4 separate regions of the Rattus norvegicus genome follow, and all the other regions are linked to region 3. Evidence: chromatin contacts called from public Hi-C data. All regions are on one chromosome and are shown on one strand. Each heading gives the region's core, a stretch centred on a gene start, on an enhancer-like site or on the middle of the called end of the contact. The rest is flanking DNA. Distances are from core to core; before and after follow the strand shown. Region 1 overlaps LOC102547466 (a long non-coding RNA gene). Region 2 overlaps Itpr1 (inositol 1,4,5-trisphosphate receptor, type 1). Region 3 has its middle 49 kb from the start of Bhlhe40. Region 4 overlaps Itpr1 (inositol 1,4,5-trisphosphate receptor, type 1).

Region 1 (6,705 bases), core at 2,674-5,173, 140 kb after region 3:
TCTTTTTTACTGAATCCTATTGGACGAAGCAAGTCACGGAACAAGCCAGGAGTGAGAAAAGTGGATCCGCACCCGCTCTGTGTGGGTGGTATGTCATGCATCCACAGGGTGACAAGAATTTGATGGTGGCCTCTTTGGAGACGGACAGGAAGGATAGTTGGTCATGAATAGGAAGAGAAACATTGTGTATATGTTGTTGCTTTTATAGACAACCTCACAATGTAGCCAAGGCTGGCCTCAAACTCACAAGCACTCCTGCCTCGGCCTCCTGAATTCTTAGACTATAGCTACCAAGCCTGGCAAGAGAAACCATCTTTTTGTTTCAGAGGTTCTCAATCTGTCAGTCTTGACCTTGGTTGGGGGCCAGTGGTCCTTTCACAGTGGTAACCCAAGACCATAACCAAACCAAACCAAACTAAACCAAACCAAACCAAACCCCCACAGATATTTGCATTACAATTCATGACAGTAGCAGAGTTACAGTTAGGAAGCAGCAATGAAAGGATTTAGCTCAGTGGTAGAGCGCTTGCCTAGCAAGTGCAAGGCCCTGGGTTCGGTCCCCAGCTCCGAAAAAAAAAAAAAAAGAAAGAAAGAAAGAAAGAAAGAAAGAGAGAAAGAAAGAAAAAAAATGATTTCATGGTTAGGGGTCACCACAGCATGAGGAACTGTATTAAAGAGGTGCAGCATTAGGAAAGGTGAGAACAACGGTTTTTCTTTACCTCACCCTGGCCCCCAGCAGGGTCACAATCCACAAACTGTGCAGCCCAGGGTAGTCTAGAACTCGTCACCCTCCCGTATCAGCCTCCCAAGTGTTGAGATTACAGAAGTGTGCCCCTATGCCTGGCTGAAGAGAGTGGTTCAAACCCTGGGACTGCTTTTAGCTATGCAGGATTGGCTTGAGTGATAGCTGAGGGACTGGCAGTTAAGAACATGCCATTGGATCCTACCGTGCTCTAGATAATCTAGATGATATATGATCTTAGGAGGCATGGGAGGAGCAGTTATACTCAGATGCTAGTTGGATGAATTACCCATTCGTGTTCTTCTGGGTGGTGGCTAGCCTGTGCTGCCGTTTTGAGCTTTGAACCAGACTGACATCCTCAGAGGTCATGACCTTAGCTTCTGCAGTGAGCTGGTTACACCCGACTCTTCCTCAGCTTCACAGGATAGAAACACAGCACACAGTCCTGTTTTTTTTTTTGTTTTTTTGTTTTTTTTGTTTTGTTTTGTTTGGTTTGGTTTGGTTTGGTTTGGTTTTGTATTGTTTTTTCTTTCAGTTTTGCTGTCCTTTATAGGGAGTGAGAATTTTAGAGTTCTGCCCAAATCCCGAAGGCTGGTTTATATAAATGTTATAAATCTACTATAAGTGCCTTGAAATGTATTAAAATAGCTTGTTTTTGTTTTTAAAAATTTTCAACCACGGGGCTGGGGATTTAGCTCAGTGGTAGAGCACTTGCTTAGCAAGCGCAAGGCCCTGGATTTGGTCCCCAGCTCCGAAAAAAAAAGAAAAAAAGAAAAAAGAAAAAAAAAATCTTCAACCACATGTTCTAACCTTGACACTTCCAGTTCCTTCGGCAGCGTTCTAGAAAACGTCATTTGAAGGGGACAGTCTTCCAGCTGTTTTGGTGGTTTTTCAGTTGGAGGTGTCTTGCTCAAGATTCACCAAGTGGCCTGGTACATTCGAGTCTGTGGGTCTTTGATGGGTACAGCATTCAAGCCTTTTCTGGTTATACCTGCTCCTGGAATTCCAGCCCCAAGCCCCAGGTTCTGGCAGACTCCTGTGTGCCTGGCTCTAACTAGTTCCACCTGTATGAAGGAGGACGGAGACCATCTGAACGAGATCCCCCGGCTCCTAGAAGATTTCTTTTTCTGGTACTTGAACGCCACCTGCTCCGTAGACCTTTCCTATCCTACTGTCAGGATCGCTCAGAGCCTGTATTTAACTAAAATGGCTCCCCAAATGAGGACATGGGACAAGCAATATACAAGTTCTCTATGCCAAGAACTAACTGTGGCCATTAAAATATAGGCTGGCCGGTATTAACTGGCTACCCATTCTGCTTTTTAAAAAATCTTCTTTCTTTCTATAAGTAATTATCCAATCTCCTCCAAATATTGCAAACCACAGTGTTCCACCTTTTTTTTTTAAATACTTGACACTTCTTTCCATCCCATTTCTAATGCATCTAGGCTGTCAGAACTTCAGCGATGTGCAATGTGCATTCGTCATCCCACACTTGGAATACTGAGGCAGAAGGTGAATGAGTTTGAGGCCATCCTTGTCTACCGAGAAAAAAAAAAAAACCGTAATCAAAACAAAACAAAGCACCATGGTTCACATAAGTTAAGGGAAGATATTCTTTGAGTTGTTGGTTCTTGAGTGAGTCTAGCTATGTAGCCTGTCACTCATGCTGACCTTGAATGGATAGCCCTGCCCCGCTTCATAACAGCTGGGATTATGGGCCGAGGCAACCACGTCCTGCTTTACAAGTTAAGAATTAAGACATGAATCAAAGCAATCCCTGAGCAGTCAGCCAATTCTGAAACCTTGGGATGGGGAGGGCACACAAGTGGTCACAAAGAAGGACCTGGGCATCGAAGGCTTTTCTGTAATCTGTCCCGTCCTCACTGTCCTGCAAAATTCCTGTCCTCTGCACGACCTTCTGGCAATAGTGTTCAGTAAGACTAGTCACACACGGTGGGACTGAGAGCAGAGTTGTGGAACTTCTGAAGTATTAAGAAGAAAATGAGGAACGGGGGCACACAGCTCATATTTTGGTAGCATGTGTAAAGCCTTAAGACTTGGATTCAATCTCCTGGACTTTTTTTTAAAGGAAGAAAATGAAATTTTGGGGTACCTAATCCCCACATATAAAAATATTGTCCAGAAATTGACAACCAAGCAAAACTTCATGCTACCAAATGAGATAAAAGTGGGACACTTGTTCACCTAAATCCTTTCCCAGGAACGCCCCACCTTACAAAATGCCACTGGCCGGGTTCAAAGTAATGTTAAAAACAAAAAAAAAAGTAGGGTGTGGTAACTCATGTCTATAATTCCAGCCCTCCGCATGTGGGAGCTGGAGGCAAGGGGGAATCAAACGTTTATAGTCAATCTCAGCCGCTTAGCAAGTTCAAAATCAGCCTGGACTACAAGAGACCACGGCAGAAGCAAACCAGGAAAAACGTGTTATTCTCAAGACACAAAATTGAACGTCTGTGGAATAAGAACGCACCGTGAGGCTAAGATAGGGATTTTGAATAAATCAATGCAGTCTGGCGGCTTCTGGAACATACCTTAAGTTAGGTGTTGAGGTAAGAGGAGAAGTGTCAGTGTTCTGACTTTGGAGGAGCCTGGTCTATGAGACAACAGCTTAATAGGCTCACAGGAAATGTGGACAGGTGGCCTCCACACAATGGATGCCCATGATTACTGCCTGCCTTGTGTTGAGAAGTCACAGGAATTGTGATAACGGCGACTTGCGAGAGTGTTGTGCATGCAGCTATAAAGTGGGAGAATGTAGCAGGTCCTGGTGACTTCCCTCACAAGACTCCCACGGGGCAATGTGTGTGCAGCTTTTGACACCCACTTCCTTTTCTGCAGAAACGCCCTCTCTTCTAATGTTGCCGACCTAGACACCCTCTCCTTTCTACCAGAGCTAGCTGCTGCGCTGCTGCCTCAACCGCACCCACGTACTTCCTCAAATCCCTACAGCCCACACTGGAGCCAACTTTGCTGGATCTGGATCAGAAGAGGGGTCTCAAATTGCTCCCGGGGGCGCGCCCTGAAGGGCGTGGTGAGGACGAAGCCCCGCCCAGCGATCTGAGCTGGCTGCTCCAGCAGAGGCCCACGTGAGCTGTTCCCCTGCTCGCCCTTGGCAGTTCGCAGACGGGTGCAGCGGGGCTGGGGCGAGGGAGTGCCTGGGAACAGTCTGTGTGCTCCTGGCGCTGTGCCTTGCAGCTGGCGGGAGGGTGGGGTCGCCCTGCCCTGCTGGGAGCTGCTGACCGGAAAGCTGATTGGGGATGGGAGCCCCTGACTCCCCCCTCCCCCTCCCTCCCCGCTCAGAGTCTGGGGACCTTGAATGTGAGGCAGAAAGACTATATGGATAGCATTACTATTTGGAGCATGGAAAGACTCAGAGGTTCCTTTCCAGGTTCTTTTCTGTCTGCTCCCTACCCCGGTGACCTTTGCTAAGTCACTTGATCTAGGGGTTCAGTTTCCCCAAATTGTCCTGAGGGGCTGAGGCTTGTAAGTAGCCAGGAAGGACACAACATATCATGTCACATCACATTCACTCCATGTCTAGTGAGTATTTAGGATGTTCATCCATGCCCTCATCCCGGGGGTCTGGTGCCTAGTGCCAGCACTGTGCCAGTTAGGTGCTGGGGCTCCAGAGTGGGCAGTGAGGCCAGCTTGGTCTCAGCTTCCTCACCCAGCTACAAATTGGCTTCAAAGGTCATGAGAAAAGGCGAGGTCTATGACGTACTTCCTGTAGTCCCTGGCACAAAATGGGCTCCTAACCCAAGCTACCGGCTTCCGGCTGCACAGAGGTTTGGAGACTAGCCTAGTCTGGAGAAGTGGAAACAGACCTTGCAAGCTGGGTGTGCACAGCGCAGAACAGGGCTCAGTTTCCAGGCTGCTGGCTAGCCAAGAAGGAATGCAATTACTCATTAAGCACACTCCCATTGATCCCTGTCTTAGCAAAAGCTTCTCAGCGTTGCTTTCAAATTTCCAATCCAACCCCTGTTTTAAAAAAAAACGAAAGAAAGCCCAACGAACGGTTCATGGACGTTTCCCCCTGAACTCACACTTTCTAGTGAATAAGAAGGAAACAAGATTGGTCTACTCAGTGGTGATTTGTGTATGGGGATAACTTGGAGATGAAATTACCAGCATATAATGGCAGAGTTGGTAAAACCACATAGTCTTCAACCGTCACTGTGGCGCTCTGCTCTAAGTCTGGAAAATATTCATACTTTGAGCCTTAGTGGTAATATAAAAATACTGCTGCCCCTGCTGCCACTAGGTGGTCCTCAACAGCTGTTTCTGTTTTGATGTTGTAGACTCCTGTCCTGACCTTAGTTTCACCTTTTTGCTGTCAGTAGCCACTTGAAGGTCCTGTTGCTACAAGAATTAAGGGAAAACCCATTAGCAATGAGTTATAACCACACCCCTGACTTCTGCAGAATGTTGAGTAAATCAAACTTCTGTTCTTTCTGGAAAAAACCTGCAGCTGAAACTGGGATCAGGGCTAAAGAAACCCAGCTGGATTCTGTGTCTGCTTGTCACTGACAGTTTCTGTTTACGATCTGTTGATCATACAACATATTTTCTTGAGAATGGGTCTAGCTTTTCTAAGTCTAACATGGTGACATCCCACTGTGGGATGGCTCACATCTAAAATACACAAGGACAGCCAACTGATCCTGACCCCTTTGCTCAATGCTGAAGTCAGTGGTCTGTTCACACGTATTAACAGTTCCCAGAAAACAGTAGATGTTGGCTAATATTATCTATAAATAGTAACTTAAAGATAACTAACTAAAACATGGAGAATTGCAGGGTTCAACACTTTTGGTTAGCCCGGTTTTTTTTTTCTTTATTTATTTCAATCTTTTAAAAAGTTGGTGAGTTGGGGTTGGGGATTTAGCTCAGCGGTAGAGCGCTTGCCTAGCAAACACAAGGTCCTGGGTTCGGTCCCCAGCTCAAAAAAAAAAAAAAAAAAAAAAGTTGGTGAGTTTAGATGCTAATATTTGTGGTTCTTAAGATTGATATAAAAATCCCAGTTGTCTGTTTCAGATCTCATTTTAGTCAACCAATTTTTTTTAACGAGTATATACTACACTACATAAGTATGGCATTATTATCAATATTCATTGAGAATGTTCTATGTGTGCACTTAGTGTGTATGTGTGTGTGTGACATTTCTATAGGTAGCTATACATTCACATCAGTGATGTGTTTATATATTGCTATATCTATATGTCATATCAATCACTCAGCATTTATAGACTTGTCCCCTCTCTCTTCCACCCCTTTCCTGCTTTCTGTAGTATTGGGGATTAAACCCAGGACCTTGTTCACACTGTGCTACTGTTCTACCACTGAACCATACCCCTAGCCCATTACTGTTTTTAAAAGTTTTTCCTGTAAAGTTATGCTTACCACTTTGTGCTGGTCTTAAAGCCAGGAACTTCCTTCCTGGGCAAGTACTCTATTCTTGAGCTAGAAGTCTTGGTAATTTATAATGTTTAAAAAACACAATTTGCCTTATTTTCATTTATTTATTATTATTTTTTACTTTAATAGAAATCTGACAATGTTTTGGGGATCTTACAAAAACCATAATTTCTTTACTTGAATAAGACGATGGAGAGTTTTAATTTAAAGCATAGCAACCACTTGAGATGCTGCTCATAAAATTGGCATCAGATGATGACAGTTTTAAAACAAGGGTTTTTAGATTTCAGAAAGTGAAATGTAACTTGTGGCTTATCTTGTGCCTTCAGTAAATTTGAAAGGACAGGAAGTTACATTAACATGAAGAACATTAATGGGTAAAAGACATTAAGTAAGGTTTTGGCTAAGTGAATCTGACAGCAACTTTCAGCCCCAGGGTTTTATGTATGTAAGTGTGGTTGGGTATCATTGATCAGTTTACAAAATTCAGTCCCTCTGTTCTCTGTCTAGTTCTCCTGAATTAG
Region 2 (6,883 bases), core at 4,027-6,526, 250 kb after region 3:
GTCAAGAACAAAGCAGACCTTCAAAGATGCTTTTCAAAGTAAAAGAGTTCCTCTTTTAACAAGCAGCCAAGTCCACTCTGTTCTGAGATGCATGCTTTCTCTGAGGCAGGAAGCTCAACTGCGCTCTCCTTCATCTGTCTTTCAATGCCCACAGGAGCTGGCACTTGCTGGGAAATTCTGCCCCATCTATATAGCATAGCATGCAGATCACCATGCAGATCAGAATAGGAATAGTTTCATACATATTCATCAACGACATCTCAGCCAACAAAATATACTTTAAAAAAAAAATTAGGCCGGGCAGGCATGGTAGCACATACTGTAATCTCAGTAGACTGAGGCAGGAACCCGCACCCCCACCCACCACCACCACATACACACAAAATTAGAGGTTACATAGTGAGAACTTGTCTATAAATAAATAATGAGGTGTCTTCCAAAGTACCTAACCATACAAGTATACCAGTAGCAATCACTCTCCACTAAGACTTAAGACTCACTCAAAAGGAGTTTAGAGATGGAAGCCCTGTGCCTCTGACCTAATTTTTCTCCAGATTTAACTGCTGAACTGTCATGTAGTCTAAAGGTCAGAATCCTTTGTGTGAACATATTAATGTGATTTCTGGACAAAGACATAAAGAGAAAAACTAAATCTTCCAGAAAAAAACCAATGGTGACCAACGGATTGAAAAATAGGCACACTCTAATAAAGACAATGTAATCAATGTGGGTCAAGAACTACATGATAACGTAGGAGCCTCGCTGCTAACTTCCCACCTAAGTATTGTGGTTGTCTTTGAATGACTATGGGCCTTGTTTAAAGTCAGTATTAGTGCCTTTTATTAATTACTGTAAGTCTCAGATCCAGGGAAGACTTCTGTGCAAAGGATTTAAGGCCTCACGGTCTCAGCCCATGGCTATCTTCTCAAACAGAGAAGAAGACAATGACCAACAATCCGGATATAGCCTCGGGGCTGCCGGAGGTAAGTGTCAGCCAGCCCAGAAGCACCTTCTGGGGTCATGATGCAATGAGTCTCTTTTGGCAGTTTGTGTGAAACTCTCAAGACCTGTCCTGGCTTGCCCACAGATTTGTGGGATCTGCAGTGCTGAGTGCATGGAGGTCTTGTCCTCAGACCTCCAACCTGCACTGTGACACTGCAAAAGAAATACGTTAAGAAGTGCTTGGGAGAAAAAATAGCAAAGTGTTCTCAACTGAGTGTGGTACAAGAGACCTGCAATCCTATCACTTAAGAGATGAAGGCGTGAACTACAAAGTGGGACCTTATCAAGAAAGATAGGAGAAAGGCGGAAAAAGACAAGGCACATGTTAGGACATGAATGGTGTTACCTAAACAAATGCCTCCCTACCTCTCATCTCTCAACTCCTCACACCCATTTGGCCATGAGCTTCTTCATCAGGTATCATCCTGAGGCCACAAAAGTATCTCCCAGTGAAACAGTAGATGGCCAAATGGAGCACAGGGCCAAAGGTGGGCAGGATGACGTGACGTAGCCCTCATTCATGCACATGCATCTCAACAGGAAACTATGCAGTCTACATCAGTTCCAGAGGTCTGGGTAAGGAGTCTTTACCCTAGAAATAGGAAGGCCACGGCTGAGGCCCTGACCCTGGCTAGCTATTCTTTCCTACATGGATGGCTGTGATGCTCTGAGATATTACAAAAGAGGCCTAAAGAAGAAGTCAGTCTTTAGAACAGACCCTGGAGGTCTTGCATCTGTTCTCTGTACCTGAGGGGACCATTCATTCACCTAGACCATTTCCTGACTCAGAGCTCCAAGCTTCTCAGGGACCTTGCCTTGAAATTTATAGCAGGGCCAAGAATAATCCTTTGTTCACACATTTTTCTGTGTCTGTGTGGAGCCCTGGGGCTGAGAAGGAGCTTTCTAACCCATATCCTTAGGGAGGCAGAGCTGTGTGTGTGTGTGGGGATGGATCTGGGAACTGATGCCTCGGGCAGGTCCCTTGCTATAAACTTCGGCTGTAGTTTCCTCATCTTCAGGAGGAAAGAGGAAGATTAAGAACTATCTGAGAGGTTTATTGAGAGGAGTAAATAGGAAATACATGTGACAACCCCTGCAGCACAAGGCACCCGGCATGATTCAATGCTAACCCCTTCCCACTCTTCCGTGCCCTCAATACACTTGACTGAGACAAGTCCACTAGACCATAAAACCCAAAGAAACATAAATACGCTCCCATGCCAAAGACAAAAACAATGTCTAGCTGATGAGAAACCTGCTGTCCCTTGTGGTCATCCCTGGACCACCTGTCCAACTCATCTCACCCTCAGACACACTCCTGTGAGACCATTACATCTCCCAACCCAGCTGGCACATTCACTATGTTGGCCTTTCAGGCGATGTCCCTATAGCCAGAAAAGCATCTGACAGTGTCAGGTACAGATAGCCAAATTGACAGAGGTGGTCAGGTTGAAATTACACGGTACTCATCTTGGTTAGTTCAATATATTCCAGCCCTGGCAGCAGTAGTATGCATCCAAGCAGGTCACTGACCTGAGCCAACTTGGTGCCCTTTAGAAGTACTGAGTAGGGGCTGGCAGAGAGCGTGGAGATCACCTAATCCAGCCTCCTACCTGATGACAGGCGTATTACCAAAGCTGAGCAGTCACCTCATGCTACTGCCTGCCCTGCGTGGTGTTCCTGCTGTACTGGCCGCCCTAGCAATGCCAACACACCCAGCCCGGGGGCCAGAGTACCCTTGCTCTTAACCCTGTCCCATCTGGAAGATCTCAGCATCAATGTCTCCTCCGCGAGTGTCCTCCCCTTGGGGAACAATCTCCCAGTCTTGCTATACACTAGATGTTTGCTGGTTCCCTCGCTGTCTCGCCCACTGAATGGCACACTATTAAAGTCAAGACCGACGCCGTCCCTGCTTCAACCCGCACAAGCATTTTGTCCAGCACTCAATATTTATTGTCTTAATGAATGGATAACAACCGTAAGGGAGGCACAATTCCAGAAACCTTAAGCTGAGGTTTAATTCTGGGCATGTGAGAGCTCAAAGTCCTGCTAAATGGGGAAGTATCACACTTGAGGGGGGCAGGCTGAAGGACAGCGTGGAGCTGGCACTTAGCAGGCTTTTGCTTCTAACTGCGGGACAGGTTCAGCCAGGCTGGGGATCTTTAATCCGCCCAGTTAACTGTTAACCAATAGGGCCTCAGATACACAGCTGTCTGCATGTTAACTTACTTGGGAGCAGGAAGGGCAATTCTTTGTGGGCTTCCGCCTCAGAAGCTGGCTCCCTCCCCAGGCTTGACAGCTACAAACTCTGAACAGCCTGAACAGGGGTGAATAGTCTGTGGGGTCACGTTGCAAGAACATTAATAAAGCCACATTTCTCAGACACTGGCTGCTGAGGTTGACTCCAACACCCTCCCTCAATTATAGTGCCCTCCCCATCCCCACCCCCTTTAAAGTCTTGAATTTTTGGAACAGTGGTGAAGAATTCATATGGTTTACAGAACCACAGCCTCGAGTGTCTGAGCCACACTGATGAAGTAAGCTCGAAACCCAAACTGGTAAAACACAGAGAGCCACTTTCAGAGGGGATCTTAGTGGCCCCTGGGAAATAGAAGTGTGGTAGGTTCCGAGGAGACAGTCAGGGCTAAGACGCAGAACTGCAGTCAGCTGTGACCATCAAGAAGGTTCTCAGGACTGAGGGCTCCGGGTTTGTGTCTGAGGTGACTGAAGGGCCTCACATCCAGCACACAGTAGGGCTGTCCCTGCACAAACTCAGTGACAGGGCACTTGCCTAGTGTGCTCAAGGTCCTGGGTTCTATACTCAGCACCAGGGAGAAAGAGAAAAATGTCTCAACCAAGAAGTTAACTCTGTTGGAAGGTTTCCAAAGGGAAAGTCCCTCAAGTTACTCAGAGGGGGAAAAAAATTACCTACTCAGTCTGGAATCTAGGATGTTTTATGCAGATGTCTGCAGCTCCAGTTAATGAAGGGAAGTCAGCCGGCCTTTGATTATTCAAACAGGCTACCTCTATTAAGGATTGCACAATGAAGCAACGAAGGGGTGGGTTTGATTTTTTTTTTTTTTTAATTTTCTACTTTAAAAATCTTAAGCCTGTTTTGCTGGAACTATTTTCCCCTATGGAATTTTCTTTCATCCCAATTTATTCTTTTGTACTTGTTAAAAGCTTCTGCTCTGGTGAGAGCGGAGGGGTCAACAAAAAGTCATCATAGAAACCTGGGTGGCTTCCCTCAGAAGCCAAGGTGCAGGGAGCAGGGAACCAGCCACAGGATTCTCAGCCATAAACCTTCCTTGCTATATATTGGAGCCTGTGTGTGTGTGTGTGTGTGTGTGTGTGTGTGTGTGTGTGTGTGTGTGTGTGTGTGTATACGCACATATGCGCTTGTGCTTGAGACAGACGGAGGATCAAACCCAGAGTGTCACCCTTGCCAAGTACACACTGTCCCACTTAGCTAACTCCCTAGCACATGACTTTCTTTCTTTTTTTAATGTGGGTTAATTTGACCTGTAACTTTCAGGTAACAGGGAATCACCCACATAGTCTAAGAACTATCACTGTGGGACAAACTTCTCTTGTTTTCCTATCGATCTCTTTTATAAAGTGTGATTCTGTTTCCTAATAAATGGCGAGAGGGGACAGATGTCATTCAGCTCAGGGCAAGAGCAGAGACCAGGATGTAGGGAAACACAAACAACTTCTCTCTCCTCCCCGGGCAAACTGCTGTGCTAGGGGCGACGGAATCCACCTGGTTCCGGAGCAATCTAGCAGGAGACAGAGAGCTTCTAACAACCCAACCAGGAGGATAAGCCCCAGCAATGGAGGGAGTGGCTATGAAAATCTCGGGGAAATAAGACAGGGGAGGGTGGGAAAGGAGCACCTTAGGAAAAACTCTTCTAAGGCCCTGGGGCTACACAATGGGGGTGTTTGTGGAAGGGAGGGAGAATAGTCCTGTTTCCTGAGGCAGCTCCAAGAAATCACGAGTGGGCGTGAGAAACAAGGAAGCTCATGGATTAAAAAGAAAGAAAAGAAAAGGAGGGGGTGGGGAGCCAGGGAAGGGGAGAGCAGGATCCTTGAGAGACAGGGGAATTAAAAAACACCATGGCAACAATGCGGTCCACCTACTACCCCTGGCCGCCCACCCACAGCCTGATTCTTTACTGACGCATTTTGAGAACAAACTGGTTCCTACCAGCTCAGGAAGGTGAGCAAACCCAGAGTGCTCGTTAAATCCCAGCTCTGCGACTCTTGCCTGCCTGCAGATAGAGAGCAAGGAGGACATAAATAGAAGTTATGTAACGTCTCTTTGTTGATTCCTGTGCTCACCAAAAACAGGCGGCATGACCTGGTTTTTCTTTAAAGTTCGCCTCGGCCTGCTGGTTGACGACTCTCAAGCAGTCAGGAACCATCTTAAAGTTTAAACAGCAGGATGGAGACTTCCGGGTTCAAAGGAACTCAGGCCCAAGTTAGGAGTCCTTGGGGCAAGTTATCTTTGGATATTAAAAAAGAAAGAGAGAAAAACCACCACCACCACCACCACCACCACCACTACCACCACCACCACCACCACCACCTCCACTACCACCACCACCATCACCACCAACAACAAAAAAACAGCAACAAAAACAGGTGAAAAATCTTGGGATTTCCTCTTAGGCCTTTCCTGATGAAAACTGAGAAATTGAGGGTAAACGCCCACCTCAGAGCCTCAGGAGACTGGCTGGGGTGGGGGTGGGGGTGGGGGTTTACAGGGAGATGAGTGAATGAACAAAGAGATAGAAAGGAAAAGAAAGCAAGCTTCAGTGCCCCTAGGTATAGTGGAGGAGCTGGTTTACTATAGATAAAAAGGAGGGGGAGCATATAGAATTCACAGGTACATCTGGGAGAGTCTAGAGTAGATGTGACAAGACTGCGGGATATTGTTTGAGGAAAGGGGGAAAGGGAAGAGAGGGGAACTATGAACATCATCTACGAGGCCCAAACATAACAACAAGAGCAGGCAACCAAAAAGGTTGGGTTATATAGGGAAGAGCGGCTGAGCCCCTGGACTGGAGAAATTACCAGTAACAGGTTAGGATTGAGGGTCACAGGGAGAACCTCCAGGCCAGGCCTGCTTTGACATGCTATATAGCCACCTTAACCATTTGTCCCAGATTTGAAACCTAACATCTGTAGGGAGCCGTATTGGATTTGGGCAGTATTAGAGATCAAGATTTCAAGCTAAGTGCTGGGTTCTAACTACCTTCCAGACACAGGTGGCTGTCTTTCTTTCTTTTCCTTAACAGGCAAGACAGTAAGAATCCGGTAGTCTACAAGGCCTCCCCACAAACAAGATGACACAACACAAGCACTGTAAAACCAACAGGCCCTCAAGCCTGGCCCGTTTTGTCCAGGTCCTCCAGTAGCTGAGTCTGGGCTCAGTCATAGACTCTCCTAGGCTTCCTTCTAAGGAGCTGTGCTTACAGGATGTGCCCCTGAACCAGAAGACTTCTTGCTTAACCTGTTGATGGTGTCAGACTGTTTCAAACACTGTTACCATGGGAACTTCCCTAGTGATCATTCTTCAAGACAGCATTACAGGTGCTGGGCCCAGAAAGCTTTTCCTGAATCTTTGAATGTACGCATAGACTTGGGAGACTTTTAAACCCATAACCCAAGGGTTTCAACTCAAATGTTTTCAAAGGTTGGACAGGTAGGCATTAGTCAAATGAGGGGTAGGCTGTGATGATCCTAGAGCACAAAGATGGCCCACTTTAGTGCTTCAAGTATATTTACGTAAGTTCAGGGCTCTGGGCAAGTAAAATCACTCCGGTGAGCTATAAATCAGCCCAGTGGCTGACCTTCGGTAAGGGATGCTGTGGCTCTC
Region 3 (7,133 bases), core at 1,344-3,843:
AACACTGAATAAATTACTTCAGTTCATATCTTGGTTTCAGGCTCCTCTCAAGAAATGAGATGCTGTGAAACAGGGAAGAGAGCTCACTGTGTAAAGTGTTTCCCATGCGTGCATGAAGACCTGAGTTCAAACCCCAGAACCCACATAAAAAGCCAGGTGCAGGTGAATGTCCTTGTCATCCCAGTGCTCAGGAGACAGGAAGGCTCCTGGGGGACTGCTGGTCAGCCAGCTTGGCCTGTTTTGAGCCCCAGGTGTTCAGTGAGAGACTTGATCAAATAAACGAGGTAGATTGGTGCCTGAACAATGACACCCTCTGGCTTACACACACACACACACACACACACACACACACACACACACACAATGATACCCTCTAGTTTACGCCACACACACATACACACACACTCCAAAACTGGAAGATTCAACAACATGGGGTCCGACACAGGGGAAAGTTGAGTGGTGGTTGTCTCCGTGACAGAAAAGAGGATCTTCTCAACAGAACCCACCAGCCTCTCTGATTGGTCCAAGCCTCCTCAATGCCTGGAAACATCTGGATTTGTGGTCCCTTCCTTGGAAGCCAAACCACCTGGTCTTCTTTCTTCCACTCTGTAAGCAGAAAGACCCAGAGTAGTGCTTCATTTTTCCGCCGATGTAAATTTTATTAACACCCCAATTTAGATAGCAGAAGCAGTTACAGTTTGGTTTTAAAATATTTTCCACCTCACTGGAAAACAAAAAAGTTACATGATATATTGAGAAATCCCCCACAAACCACCGCTTAGGAAGTTTTGGGTTGTTTTTAAAGTGCTGGGGAGGGAACCCAGGACTTCATATGTTCCAAGCAGGTGTTCAGGATCCGAGCCACAGTTGCAGCCTCTGCACAAACTGCGTTGTCCTTTTTAGAATTTTTTTTTTTTTTGCATTGGGCATCTGAAATTCCCACCTTCCAACTACTGAGCATGTGCTTTAAGATCTGGGAAAGATTCTAGCTGTGTATAGAACTGTGACTGAGTAAGTTTAATGTCTCCTGTCATTCAGCACATGGTTCCTACTTCCTCTTAAGGCTTTATACCATTTTCCTTTCTCTCTCTCTCTCTCTCTCTCTCTCTCTCTCTCTCTCCTCTCTCCTCTCTCCTCTCTCCTCTCTCCTCTCTCCTCTCTCTCCGCTCCACTCCCAGCCCAATTATGGAAACCTTCCCATTGCTAACACGGAACAGACACAGATATTAATTTTAGCATCTAGACCAAAGTCTAGAGGCTCAGTTCTCAAAATGTGGGTTCTAGATCAGTAGCTCTTTGGAAACTTGTTAGAAATATAGAGTTTCAGCCCCACCTCAGTCCAATAGAACCCAAATCTGCTTTTACATAAGGTACTAAACGCATTCAACATAAAACTATATCTTTAGTGAAAGCAAGAGTGGGTAAAAGAGGGCGGTATCACTGAGAGAGAGGAGGCCACCTGATACCACAGGTGTTCTAGAAGCTTTGGATCAAGACCCATTTCTGCTCTAAATACTTGAGTGCCCCAATAAACTTCATTGAGTATGTTACATCTTAGCAGTATTTACCGTAGTAGAAATTAAAACTGCTAAAGTTTTAAAAAAAATATATCTATAATTTGGGGCAGGAGAAATAGCTCATTGGTTAAGAGCACTTTTATGACTCTTGTCCAGGTCCTGGGTTGGGTTCCCAGCACCCACATGCTCTCTCACAAGGTCAGTACCTTCAGGGTATCTGATGCCCTCTTTTGGCCTGCACAGCTACCATGTTGCAGGGAATCTCTCTCTCTCTCTCTCTCTCTCTCTCTCTCTCTCTCTCTCTCTCTCACACACACACACCACCACCACCACCACCACCACCACCACCACCACCATAATTCACTTAAAAGTAATAATCTAGGTGTTTCAGAATCCATGGCTATAATTCTAGAACATGAAATAGGAGATGGCTTTACCGGGAAAGAGCCTTGACACCAAGCCTGTTGACCTGAGGTCAATTCCTAAAACAAACATGGTGGAAGGAAAGACCTGACTCTAGCAAATTGTTCTCTGACCTTTCACACCAGTTCTCCCTCTGTGTCTCTGTCTCTGTCTCTGTCTCTGTGTCTTTATCTCTGTGTCTTTGTCTCTGTGTCTCTGTGTCTCTGTCTCTCTCTGTCTCTCTCTCTCTCTCTCTGTCTCTGTCTCTGTCTCTGTCTCTCTCCCCCTCCCCCACCCCCCCAGTACAAAGATAGACCCTGTCTTAAAATCTTAAAACAGCAAAAACAGATTGTGTGGTGAAAACATACATGCAAATTCTGGTCCTGACTAACTCCTAGAGTGGCTGAGAGACTTAGACGCGTCTTTGTCCTCTCTGAGCCTCCATTTCCTGATCTGTTTTACTGGGGAGATGATCTGTAGCGTTGGAGCCCTCCCAACTCTCCTAACCCTCTCTCAAGGTCTAGGAGGTCTCAGACAGAATTTTAGAGCGATTATCCTTTTGCCCAGAAGAGGGCGATGGAGACCGGCCATGGCTGGACCACTTCTAACCCTGAGGCGGTTCACAGAGTCCTGATCCAGACACAAGGATCCCTCGTGATTGGGGCGGTTTCCTTGGCACCGGCTGACACTGGTATCCCAGGCCACCTGGGCGGTCCCAGTGAGAGAATGAGCTCTGGGCGCCTTCCATATTGACCCAATACTGGCCAGTCTGGGATGTTCAAATTCCTCCTATCCCAATCTGGGAAAAGTCGCAGAGATTTGGTTTGAGGACAGACACATTGTCCCCACCTGCACTGGGACTTTGGGTGAGAAACCACCCAGAAGCTATTTACTCCAAAGAGAAAACTGGGCGGGGTGACCGGAAAGGAACAAGACATAGTGCTGCGCCAGGTCCTTGGGGATTGCCTGCCACTGGCGGGCGGCGCTTGCATCAGCGCAAGCCTGGGCTGGGACAGGGGCCTGGCCACCAGCGACGTCAGCCTCTTTCCCAGAAGAATTCCACTTCCTGCGGCCAGAGCCCCAGAAGTGTGGGAGTGTTGGGGGTTGGTTTCTTAGGATGACACCACTCAGTATGCTGCATCTCCTCATTCGCACACTTTGTTGTCATGGAGACGAACAGCATCCTGACAGCCCTGGAGAAGCCAACTCGCCCACAAGAAATGACCCGGGCATGGCCAACTCAGGAAAACACTGACTGTGTGGGGTGCTGGGTCAAGGAAAACAGCAGCTACAGGTCTCTGAATTTGCCCCAGGGAGGGATGGGAGAACCAATTTCTGTGTTGCGATTTCAAAACTGGAGGCGTCTTAGCCTGAGCGCATTACAACCCAGAAAAAAAGCCTTGAAAGCACGTGGCTAGCAAAAGTTTCTTCCTCCTCCCCCTCTTTCCCCTCCTCTTCTTCCTGCTTCTCCTCTTATCAGCTTCTTTCCCTAATTTTCTTAGGACTATTAAGATTCCCTGATCTCATCCTTGAAGCAGTGTTAGAATTAATTCACTTTGGTAAACGTTAGTTAAGCACTCAGGGTGTGCCAGGCAAGGAGGGAAGCCAGTCTGAATAGAAACGCTTGCAAAGTTACCCGGGTAAAAACAAAGACCTCCTTTGGTCTTCAACATGACTCAAGTGCTGTTATCGCCTTTTCTGGGGAACTATCCAATTTGTGGGCGATCTCCTAGGAAGTCAGGTCAACTCATGCTCTCTAACCATTACCGGACACCTATCGGAACAGCCGCTAATGCGGCACGCGTGATTTTTCCTCTGATGCTCCACTGTGACTGCGTGACACTAAGCATCGAATCTCTAATTATGGGTTGATAATGTGAGATTGTTAACCCCCAATCACGAGGAAAACTTGCGTCTGGATCAGGAGTCTGTGAACCACCTCAGGGTTGGAAAAATAACCCTAACTAAAACGTGTTTTAAGATACAAAAATAAGCTATAGCTTATAAACACAACTGACATTGACTGGATGGCTACCGTTCCCTAGGCACACCGTGAGTTTATTTAAGTCACTATTAATACTCAACCTGCACATAAGGAAACCGAGGCACAGGGAGATGAAATAATTTGTTCATGCCCAATAGCTAGGGACGAATGAATGCTTAATAGCTAACAGAGTGCCATCTTGGTCTGTACTGGGGGTTTAGTACACTGGCTTCTGCTTTGTGGGGGAACAGAGTACATTGTCTACAAATCACCCCTAGACAAGTGCTTTCGTTTGAGTCATTTCCACCAAAGAGTACTATAGTTTTCAATTTTGTATTTCGTTTTATTGATTATGTGTGTGTGCATGCATATGTGTCTGTGTGTCCATGTCTCTGTGCATGGGTGTCTGTGTGTGTAGGTGTTTTTGTCTTCATGGGCCATGATGCACTCATGGAGATCTGAGAGCTTGAGGAGCTGACTCTCCTTCCACAGTGGGTTCTAGGGATCAAATTCAGGTTACCTGCTGAGCCACCTCACTGGCCTACAGCGTACTGTTATTTAAATAGTTGCATTCATTTTTTTCTCTATCTGTAAAGAGCTAAGCTGGCAAGCAGGTGCCTACAATGTTGCCCAGCCTAGTTGAGTCTTCAGAATTTGGAAAGCACTTTCCTGCCTAGAATCTAAGGGTACCTGCTTCTTTGCTGTGTACCCTTGAGAAGTATTCAGAATCGTTCCTCTTGGTCCCGATTTCTATGTGAACTCCAAGAGGTTTATACAGAGAAGATTTTCCACCTACTAGTGATAGCAATGTCTTTCATAAAAGACTCAAAGCTGCTGTGATGACCCAATCCTAGAAAACCCAGCAGCCTGGAGGTACAGGCTGCCATGTAACCTGGGCTTCCAGTAAGGTTCTGCCTCGAAAAACAAGCACTCGGAAGGAAACCACCTACAATAGCCACAAGGAAACAAACCAACAGGTGATTTGATAAATAAGATGAGATGTGTTTGGATGTTGGAATATTAGTCAGCCTTGAAGGGGATTAGGTGCAGAGACAAGCTCCCACAAGAAGGCAACTTGAAGATGGTGTTCCAGGTGAAGCAGACTCAAAGAATGGACCTGCAACACATATATGGATAGATAAAGATTCAGAGTAGAGGCTCTTTTACTTTTTTATGGTTTGTTTATTTACTATTTGAATACATTGTAGCTGCCTTCAGACACACCAGAAGAGGGTCCGTTGCAGCTGTCTTCATGTACACCAGAGAGGGCATCAGATTCCATACAGATGGTTGTGAGCCACCATGTGGTTGCTGAGAATTGAACTGTGGACCTCTGGAAGAGCAGTCTGTACTCTTAACCATTGAGCTATCTCTCCAGCCCAGAGTAGAGGTTCTTAGTGGGTGGGGAAGAAGCTCCTGTTTGGTGTCACTGGCGTTCCATTTGTGGCCATAAGCAAGCCCTAGAGACAGGCAGTGCTGATGGTGGCACAGTACTGAGGATGCTGTCATGATCCCAGCATGCACACTTAACACTGAAAAGTGGGACTGGGCATGTAGCACAGGCTATAGAATGCTTGCTCACCTAGCATTCATGATGCCCTGGGTTGAATCCCTACTACCAGAAACAGCATGGGTGGTGTGCACCTGTAACACTGCCCAGGAGATGCAGGCAGACGTTAAGGTCATCCGTGGCTTATATAGGGAGTTCTGTCTGTGTCAGCCTGTATTACAGGAAACCGGTTCCTTTAGGGAAAATATCTATCTCTATCTAGATATATATATAGATAGATATAGATATATGTGATATTGCTATATGATATGACATATATCCATATATGATCTATATTGGGGAAAAAAGGAAAATGAGCCACATTTGTGATCTTCGTTAGTTATTTTTATTTTTTTTGAAACTGGGGTTCAAATCCCCAGCCTCCCATTTGCTAGGTGGAACTCCATCCCTAAGCTATACACCCAGTCCAGCAGTCTCCATCCTTAGTCAATTCTCTCTTGTTTTAAAAAAAAAATAGTAGAGCGCTTGCCTAGGAAGCACAAGGCCCTGGGTTCGGTCCCCAGCTCCGAAAAAAAGACCAAAAAAATAAATAAATAAATAAAGGTTTCTTGCACCCTTCACCCGAGACCTATCTGCCAAGGTTGTCTGGATCCCTGCCTGCACCTGAAAGGCAGCGTCATGCCCTTAAAAATAGCACAATCATGTGTTTTCACCAAACACAGGAGGCTGGCACTCCCCTCAGGTGTTCCAAATGAGCAAGATTTGGCTGGTAGGAGAGAGAATTAGGAGGTGAGTCACCAGTGGGGCAGGTGAGGTCATCATGGGGTGACCGTCTGCATGGAGCAACCCTTCCCAGCCTGTCCTCTCAGCCGGCTGAGCTGGTAGTCTGGCTTCTCAGCCATGAGGTGAGGTGCGGTGGGGCGAATTCCTTTGGATGACTCAGTGGCTTGACTCCCCCAACAGATGGGATCTCTAGCTGAACACAAGGCCAAGGTCAAGACCCGAGCTGCCACAACATGTCTGTCCTTAATGAAGAACAGAAAGATGAGCATCCTTGGAGACTCAATCGAGGAGAGGACCTCTTCGCTCTTTGCTGGAATGCTAAGTATTTAAGAAATGAAAGACTGGGTCTTCTTATCTTGATGGTCCTAGCGGAGCTCAGGAGGCTGGCTCCTGGAATGGAGGGCAAATACTTATTCAATGACCATGACTGTGAAGACATCCAGGCACAAATACAATTCCACACTTCTTTGCTGTGTACCCTTGAGAAGTATTCAGAATCGTTCCTCTTGGTCCCGATTTCTATGTGAACTCCAAGAGGTTTATACAGAGAAGATTTTCCACCTACTAGTGATAGCATTGTCTTTCATAAAAGACTCAAAGCTGCTGTGATGGCCCAATCCTAGAAAACCCAGCAGCCTGGAGGTACAGGCTGCCATGTAACCTGGGCTTCCAGTAAGGTTCTGCCTCGAAAAACAAGCACTCGGAAGGAAACCACCTACAATAGCCACAAGGAAACAAACCAAATGCTCACCAACAGGTGATTTGATAAATAAGATGAGATGTGTTTGGATGTTGGAATATTAGTCAGCCTTGAAGGGGATTAGGTGCAGAGACAAGCTCCCACATGAAGGCAACTTGAAGATGGCGTTCCAGGTGAAGCAGACCCAAAGAATGGACTTTAGCATGTAATTTCATTTACATGAGACACCTGCAACAC
Region 4 (6,683 bases), core at 523-3,022, 170 kb after region 3:
ACATAAACTATGGGAAACCTTATTTCACATGTGTGGCACTGAGCATGGTGCAGTGGCCACAAAGATATGGTCGATGCATCTGGGTCCTGGGACCTATTTCAAAGGAGATATGTTTGCCTTGGACACCTGAGTAGGAAGTGGGTCTTCCGTCTACGGCCCAGGTGTAATGGTCACCAGTGTGGCTGGAGATGGAGGTGAGGGTGGACAGGCAAGGTAGCTTAGAGTGTAGCTGTCCAGTGGCCCAGGAAGGGTCTGGGATAGAGAGAGCGAGGAAATGAAGGAAAGAGGAGGGAAGGAGCCGTGAGAGAAGAAAGGCTGGTATGGGGCACGCATAGTGAGTAGCCACAGGCTCATTTGCAATTAACTTATTACTGCTCAGCAAATGGATGCCCCAAGGCCAAGCTGGCAGCAAACTCCTCTAAGGTCAGGCTCTCTAGTGCCCTATCTGCTTAGCAAAGCTTTTACAAAACACAAGATGGATTTCCAAAGAGTCTGTGTCAGTGAAATCTTTAAGACTCCAGGAGACCCTTGTATGGGTGTGCACACAGCTTTGAATCTGGGGAACAGTAACACATGACTGAACAATGACAGAACCATGAGGCTGTGCTATGAATTCCCACCTTCTTCTGCATGCAGCATGTGTGACATCTACCCTCCTCCCAGTTCCAGCAGTGACTGCAGGAAGGTCTTTGAACTCGCGCACAGTTCTTCTGCCTAAGAGTCCTTGACTGAACTTTTACTCTTTCTGTCCCCCCTCCCCCAACTCCCCCTGCTCTATACATGGGACATCTGTGACTCTGGGATATGAAGGCCCTGCTCAAGGAGTCCATAAAGCCATCCACAGAGACAATGTACCTTTAAACCATAGTAAACAGAAAGAGTGCTGTGGAACACTCTCTCAACCTTACGGAGCATCCAGGACAGCAATGAAAGGCCATGTGTTCTAACCCTGTGATAACCCTTCATTCTCTATTTCTTAAGAGATCTTCCATGAAAAGGTAGGGGAAGCGGGTTTTCTGGGTTATGACCCCTTTGCTGTCTCCTTAAATTTGTAATGTGAAACTGGGGTAGGAGGAACCCCACTAAAATCCTAACACGTCGAAGACAACCTTACTGGAATAGAATCCAAGTTCTGTGCTGAAATAACAGATCCTTAAATGTGAGAACCTTGGTATTGCCAGTATTTTAATGAATCACCTGGCTGTTAGGTCAAATCTCCAATTACGAAGTGGTTAAAATTAATTAGCAATTCTAGCCAGACTCTTCTCTCAGTTTCCAGGTGGTTTTTGCATGTGGCTCAATAGGATAAGCTCCTGCTGGGTGAGGTTCCTCATCAAGAGGGTTCCAGTCTATACAGAGACTCAATCTGAGAAGAAAATGCTCAGAATATGCAATAGAGTGAGAATGTGTGTGTGTGTGTGTGTGTGTGTGTGTGTGTGCGCACGCGCGCGTATATGAGTGAATCCTGGGATTTTTTAATGTCATTACAAACTTGTCATCCACAAGTTCTGTAGCCCATGAAGAGCTCTAGTCACTTGCCCTGAAGTCTACTCAGGATCAAAAGCATGCCCCTGCCTTGGTCGCTCTTGCATTTTTGGGAAAGCCATCCTTGACCAAGACATTCCGTTTCTAAATGAGTTCACACTGTGGGGAATGTGTGTGGTGGTAGTGGGGGGAGGGGGTCACACGGCATCTGCCACTCTGGGTCTGCTCTATCCTTCTTGGTCTTCCTCACTCGGCTTGCTGCTGGCATCTCACATGCCAATGCTATGAGGCACTGTCTGCCCTGGTCCTCCCACAATCCAGTCAGGCACTTCCCATCCTTGCAAATGCTTCCTGTGTCAGAGCACAGAGACTAACTGAAGCCACAGCCGGAAGCAGGCTAACCACAAGTGCTAAAGTTCTGGTTAGTTCTTTTCTAGGTAAAGTTGGAAAAGTCCCTGCAAAGGCAAACACTCAAGTTTTAGACATGGGGGTGGCACTGATCAGCCACTCCCAACACATCCTTGACTGGAAAGAGGGAGTGTGTGTGTGTGTTTGTGTGTGTGTGTGTGTGTGTGTATGTGTGTGTGTCCGTGGGGGGGGGAAGGGGGGAGTTAGGGGTAGGGTTTGGAGCAGAGCCAGGGAGAGGAAGAGCAGAAACGGGTAAGAGAGGATGGGCTGTGTCAGCACTGCTGAGGCAGGTGCTTTCTCTTCCCAGGTTCACGTGAAGGTGCTGTTCTGAGAAAGACTCCAGAGAATCTATGGCCTCCTCAGAGGGAGCCTGCTCAGGTAGAGAATTCTGTTTACTGCATAAACAAGGGAAGGTTACTTACCAAATCCTTCCTTCCTTCCTTCCTTCCTTCCTTCCTTCCTTCCTTCCTTCCTTCCCTCCTTTCTTTTCTTTTCTTTTCAGTTTTTCTCCTAGTAATGTATTTATTCCCTTCCTTCTTTTATAGAACGATTAGAACATGAGGACTTGGGGGTGGGGTAAAGGGTAAACATATGGGTCATGGAAGAGAAGACAAGTTCTAGAAATGGAATTCTTAAAAAAAAAAAAAGAAAGAAAGAAAGAAAGAAAGAAAGAAAGAAAGAAAGAAAGAAAAGAAAATGGAATTCTTGCTTTGCTCCCAAGTAACCCCTCTGGAAAATGTCTAGATAGCAAGACTGTCTTTTCAACTCAGATGGTAATTGCAACTCTATGTCTCTGGTCACACTAGAAACAGAGGCCAGGAAATAAGCTGGAGTTCAGTCTTCAATCCCTCGGAATGCTTAGAGGAGGAGGGAGACTGAAGGTAATACTTAATTTTGCCAAAGCAGACATGTAGGGTGCCCAGCAGACTGGAATCAATTTCCCCTTTGGTGAGCAAGACTGGGTCATTTACGCTGAAGAAGAAATGAACTGTTCTTTAGAGCATTTGCTTGTTATGCTCTGTGACGTTCTAATTTACACATTAAAACCCCTAGAAAGTATATTCCAACTTGGTAAAGTCAGTGGAGGGGCATATGAGGCCCAGAGGCTTTTAGGGCAGCGAAGCTATTAGGTGTGATTCTGTAGTGACAAACCACACGTTTGTCAGAAAACACTGGATCAAACACCAAGAGCAATCCGACCAACATGGCCTGTGACTTTCACAACAGTGTCACAGTCTCTGTGTCTGCTGCTACTGATCTATCTGTACCTATCTATAGCTATATCCTCAGTAGTCTGTATTGGGTTAACTGGAGAGAAAGAGGAAGGAAGGGAAGAAAGGAAAGGGAGGAGGTGAGAATTGATACATGGGAAGATGCGCTTCCTGCCCCATTTCTCTGTAAACCTAAAATTGCTCAAAAAAAAAAAAAGTTTAGTAACTGGAATAAAAAAAAGCTCTTCTACCTGGAATTTCATCGCTACCTCAAATAAGCTGCCAATGAGAATCCAGTCAGCCTAAACCACAGAGACGCTGCTTTTTCACGGCTTCTGTACACATCCACCACAGATTTGTGACTGTAGAAAGAGCAAAGGCCTGGATCAAAGCTAGGCAGGGTTGGAGGTGTGACTTTCTCCATCCACACAGGACAGAGTGAGTCAGCTCACTTAGCTCAGGAGGTCCTTTCTCTTTTCTGTTTTCTTTCTTTCTTTTTTTTAAGAGCTCACTAGCCGTTGGCACTTGGTGACAATATGGATCAAGTAGTTGTGAATGTGTCCCCTAAAATGAATGGCATTGTATAAAAGCATTGTAAATCAATAAAATCACCTGCTCACGGTCACATAGCTCACTTAGAGGCAACACTGTAACCTAGATATCAAGACTCCTACCTAAACTGTTTTCTTTCTGTGGGGTAAGGTTTTGGAGACCCCGCTTTCTCTTTGACCAGAAGCTTATCCAAGCTGCTTACAAGCGTGCTCAGAATGACATTACTGCTACAGGCGCATTATATAATCTTCAGCAGGCCTATGATGACCGGTTACCCTTCCTAGACTTAGTTAATCGTTGTTCTTGGATGATAGAGCACAACAAAGACCAGCTCGTGCCAGCATAGAGAGCCGCACCCTTTTCTGATGAAATTCCCCTAGCAGCCAGCTGCAGAATCACCCTTTCAAGTCAGTCTGGGGCCACAGGTGGGGTGTTCCCTGGGCACCCATAGGGAGTGTGAGAAGGCAGAGTTCACCACTGGGAGTGACACACCTGGCTCCTGGGCACCTGAGGCTGCCACGTTGAGCAAGCCAGAGGTCAGAGAGGAGAAGGAGGTAGGTCAGCGGCCTGTGTTAATAAGAAACAGTCTGGCAAAAGTCGCTCTTTTCCTGAATCCAGCATCCAAGCTGGCTTCTGACCTGCTGCTTAGACGGCTTCTCTTGCAGTTTTCGAAACCAGCAAAGAACTGACCAGAACGTTCCTGTTGGAGACCTTGGCAATTTTCAGTGGTTTACTGATTCTTTTTAGATTCTGTGAGTTTTCAACTTTGACATGGTTGACCGAATTCAGGGTTTTCTTGTTTGTTTTGATGCCTAATTTGATGACTGAATTTCTAAAATCCTTTCCCCCAACCAGGGGAAAGTCCTTCAATTCATTTACCTTTGAACAGCCACAAAAACACATAGCTAGGTATGGTGGCACATGCACTTGGGAGGCAGAGGTAGGAAGATACGGGGAGTTCAAGGCCAGCTAGGGCTCAATAGTGAGACCCTGTCTCAACACATGTAAACTCACATACAAGTACACACACAGCGAAGAGCTGTTTCATGTACCTTGGTGTGTGTTCGGAGCTCTTTCAGCTGGGTTTACGGAACAGGAAGCCCAAGACAAGCTTTGCGCAGGGTCACTGCTTTGCAGATATTCTGAGGGCAGGCTAGGAGCAGGCTACCACTCCTCCTGCCACAGTTCTCCAGCTCTGCCCCTGCTGACCGGAAAGTGGTTTGCAGCGATGGTGCCACCTCTGAAGAACTCGTGCCAGAGCTTGCCTATCAGATGCAGGCTTTCCAGATTCCCCCATCCTCTCCAAATCACCTATCCTAACCTCTAAACACTTGCAAGCCTGAGTCTCCCCTGATACCACTTTGAAAGGTCGTACTCAAGTCCTTTCCCTTCCCCATGTTCCCTGCAGGCATTCACTGTGTAAAGACAGGTCTTAAGTAATTTCTATTGTGTGCATTTGATAAGACAGTCCACTTCACGGTACTTTATAGGTTGAGTTTATTTTTTTACCTCTTTATCAACTTTTAAACTTTTTAAAAAAAATTTTTATGGCTGGTAGCAATATGATACTATTGAGTGGTTATATCAGATAAAGTTGGTATTTAGAACCATCAGGAATGAATGCAGGAGTTAGGGCAAAGGAGTTACAGATGAAGCCTGGAAGGGTGGCGGCCCAGTGGACTGTGTGATAGACAAAAAATGGCAGGGTGGCTCAGTATACATCTTTTTCTTTTAGTGTATTAGGCCTGCCTTGTTGGGTGATGCGTGTGTAAATATTCACTCTAGGGATATAAGCATGTGCTCTCCTAGGTGATGAACACATTTCTCCATGGCTCTATCCAACCTTTGCTGCTACAACCCTGATCCCTGCAGCCTGGAAGACCAGAGTCAGGTGTCTCCACTCCCCGTGCTCCCCTTCATCATCTCAGACCCTTTAGGGCAGATGATGGGTCTGCTCCACTTTCTGTCAGAAATGATGTAACGTACGGACAGATTGGGGAAAATCCAGAAGCGTGCACGCAGAGATGCAGGCTGGATGCAGAGTGAGTACTTCCCAACACCAGAAAGGTGTCCATGAAATGCACAGGAAGGAGGGGGCGGCCCCACCCCCTCTACACTAGAGGACAGAACATGTTATGAAGTTAGGTAGGGAAACTTAAGCTCAGCAAGCGCTTTGTGCAGCTGCCACCGACAGGAACCCAAGCTGAAGCACAGCGGGTGGGGTGAGAGCCTGGCTGGCTGGCTGGGAGGTGCATTGAATGGTGCTGACACACAGTTTCCAGCCACTGAGAAGGCAGTGCCAAATCCCTCTCCACTTCTCTTTCACCCTGATATATTCTTGAACTTGGACGTGGTGTCAGCTAACTCCAGGAGGCGTTCTGGGAATTGTATTTAGAGGGCAGCACAGGCTGTCTCCTCGCTTACGGAGGCTGAGGGCTTTTCACCAATGAATATGGCCTCCCAGGTTAGGCACAAAGTTGTTGCTATGGAGATGAGGGTACCGACACATTGATATCGCTGCCCCTGGAATTTATCAAGACACTCCCTTCCTCCTAGCATCCCCCCTCGATTTTCAGAATCAAAGTCCAAACCCCTTTACTGTATGCTTGGGTGGAGCAATGGGATGCCAATGTCACATTTCCAATGCTGGGACAAAGCACAGCTTGTGAAAACTCAGGTAAGACAGGTCAGGGTGGAGCTGGTCGCATGCTGTGCCAGCCTCTGTCCCTCAGTTATGAACCCCACTTGTCAGCCAGCAGGGGCTCCAACATTAAGGGCTCTCATTCTAATTTCCCCACTGAAGTCTCCTGATGGCGGTTGACATTTGATATGCATTTCCTTATGCTGGGCAGCCCTTTCTCCACTGATATCCAGAGCCTTGATTTATCACGAAGAATCTCCATCCCAGTCCTTGGACTACCTACGCTTGTCAGAAGCACGGTTCCTGCACTGGAGAGCGCCCGTCTGCAGACTCCAGAGCACAGGCACTCCTTCAGGTCAAGCAAAGTGCAAGACTTGGGCCAGTTC

Evidence for each region. A called contact is a pair of places that touch in the nucleus more often than the background predicts.
Region 1: a Hi-C map of the A7r5 cell line shows a contact between it and region 3, with 2.6 times the contacts expected there. The contact joins two enhancer-like sites. A contact is called at or near these places in 6 of 12 Hi-C or Micro-C datasets (the A7r5 cell line, frontal cortex, kidney and 3 more).
Region 2: a Hi-C map of mammary epithelial cells shows a contact between it and region 3, with 4 times the contacts expected there. The contact joins two enhancer-like sites. A contact is called at or near these places in 2 of 12 Hi-C or Micro-C datasets (mammary epithelial cells and psoas muscle).
Region 4: a Hi-C map of the A7r5 cell line shows a contact between it and region 3, with 3 times the contacts expected there. The contact joins two enhancer-like sites. A contact is called at or near these places in 2 of 12 Hi-C or Micro-C datasets (the A7r5 cell line and kidney).

Annotation. Positions count from the first base shown.
Region 1 is chr4:143,081,614-143,088,318 of GRCr8, reverse strand. LOC102547466 (a long non-coding RNA gene) reads left to right here. Exons shown (of 2, transcript XR_001837663.3): 1 at 1-6,705. Among named protein-coding and RNA genes, the nearest start is that of Bhlhe40, 89 kb to the left of the region's middle. Within about 2 kb of position 3,923, at least 84 of the 93 cell types and tissues checked have an H3K27ac peak or open chromatin away from gene starts, as enhancers often do. A contact at or near this core is called in the A7r5 cell line, kidney and liver, where this site is marked.
Region 2 is chr4:142,973,429-142,980,311 of GRCr8, reverse strand. All of the region lies in intron 44 of Itpr1 (inositol 1,4,5-trisphosphate receptor, type 1), which reads right to left. Among named protein-coding and RNA genes, the nearest start is that of Bhlhe40, 200 kb to the left of the region's middle. Within about 2 kb of position 5,276, at least 60 of the 93 cell types and tissues checked have an H3K27ac peak or open chromatin away from gene starts, as enhancers often do.
Region 3 is chr4:143,219,866-143,226,998 of GRCr8, reverse strand. No RefSeq gene overlaps it. Among named protein-coding and RNA genes, the nearest start is that of Bhlhe40, 49 kb to the right of the region's middle. Within about 2 kb of position 2,593, at least 84 of the 93 cell types and tissues checked have an H3K27ac peak or open chromatin away from gene starts, as enhancers often do. A contact at or near this core is called in the A7r5 cell line, kidney and liver, where this site is marked.
Region 4 is chr4:143,047,565-143,054,247 of GRCr8, reverse strand. All of the region lies in intron 60 of Itpr1 (inositol 1,4,5-trisphosphate receptor, type 1), which reads right to left. It overlaps LOC102547466 (a long non-coding RNA gene), which reads left to right. Exons shown (of 2, transcript XR_001837663.3): 2 at 2,201-6,683. Among named protein-coding and RNA genes, the nearest start is that of Bhlhe40, 120 kb to the left of the region's middle. Within about 2 kb of position 1,772, at least 11 of the 93 cell types and tissues checked have an H3K27ac peak or open chromatin away from gene starts, as enhancers often do. A contact at or near this core is called in the A7r5 cell line, where this site is marked.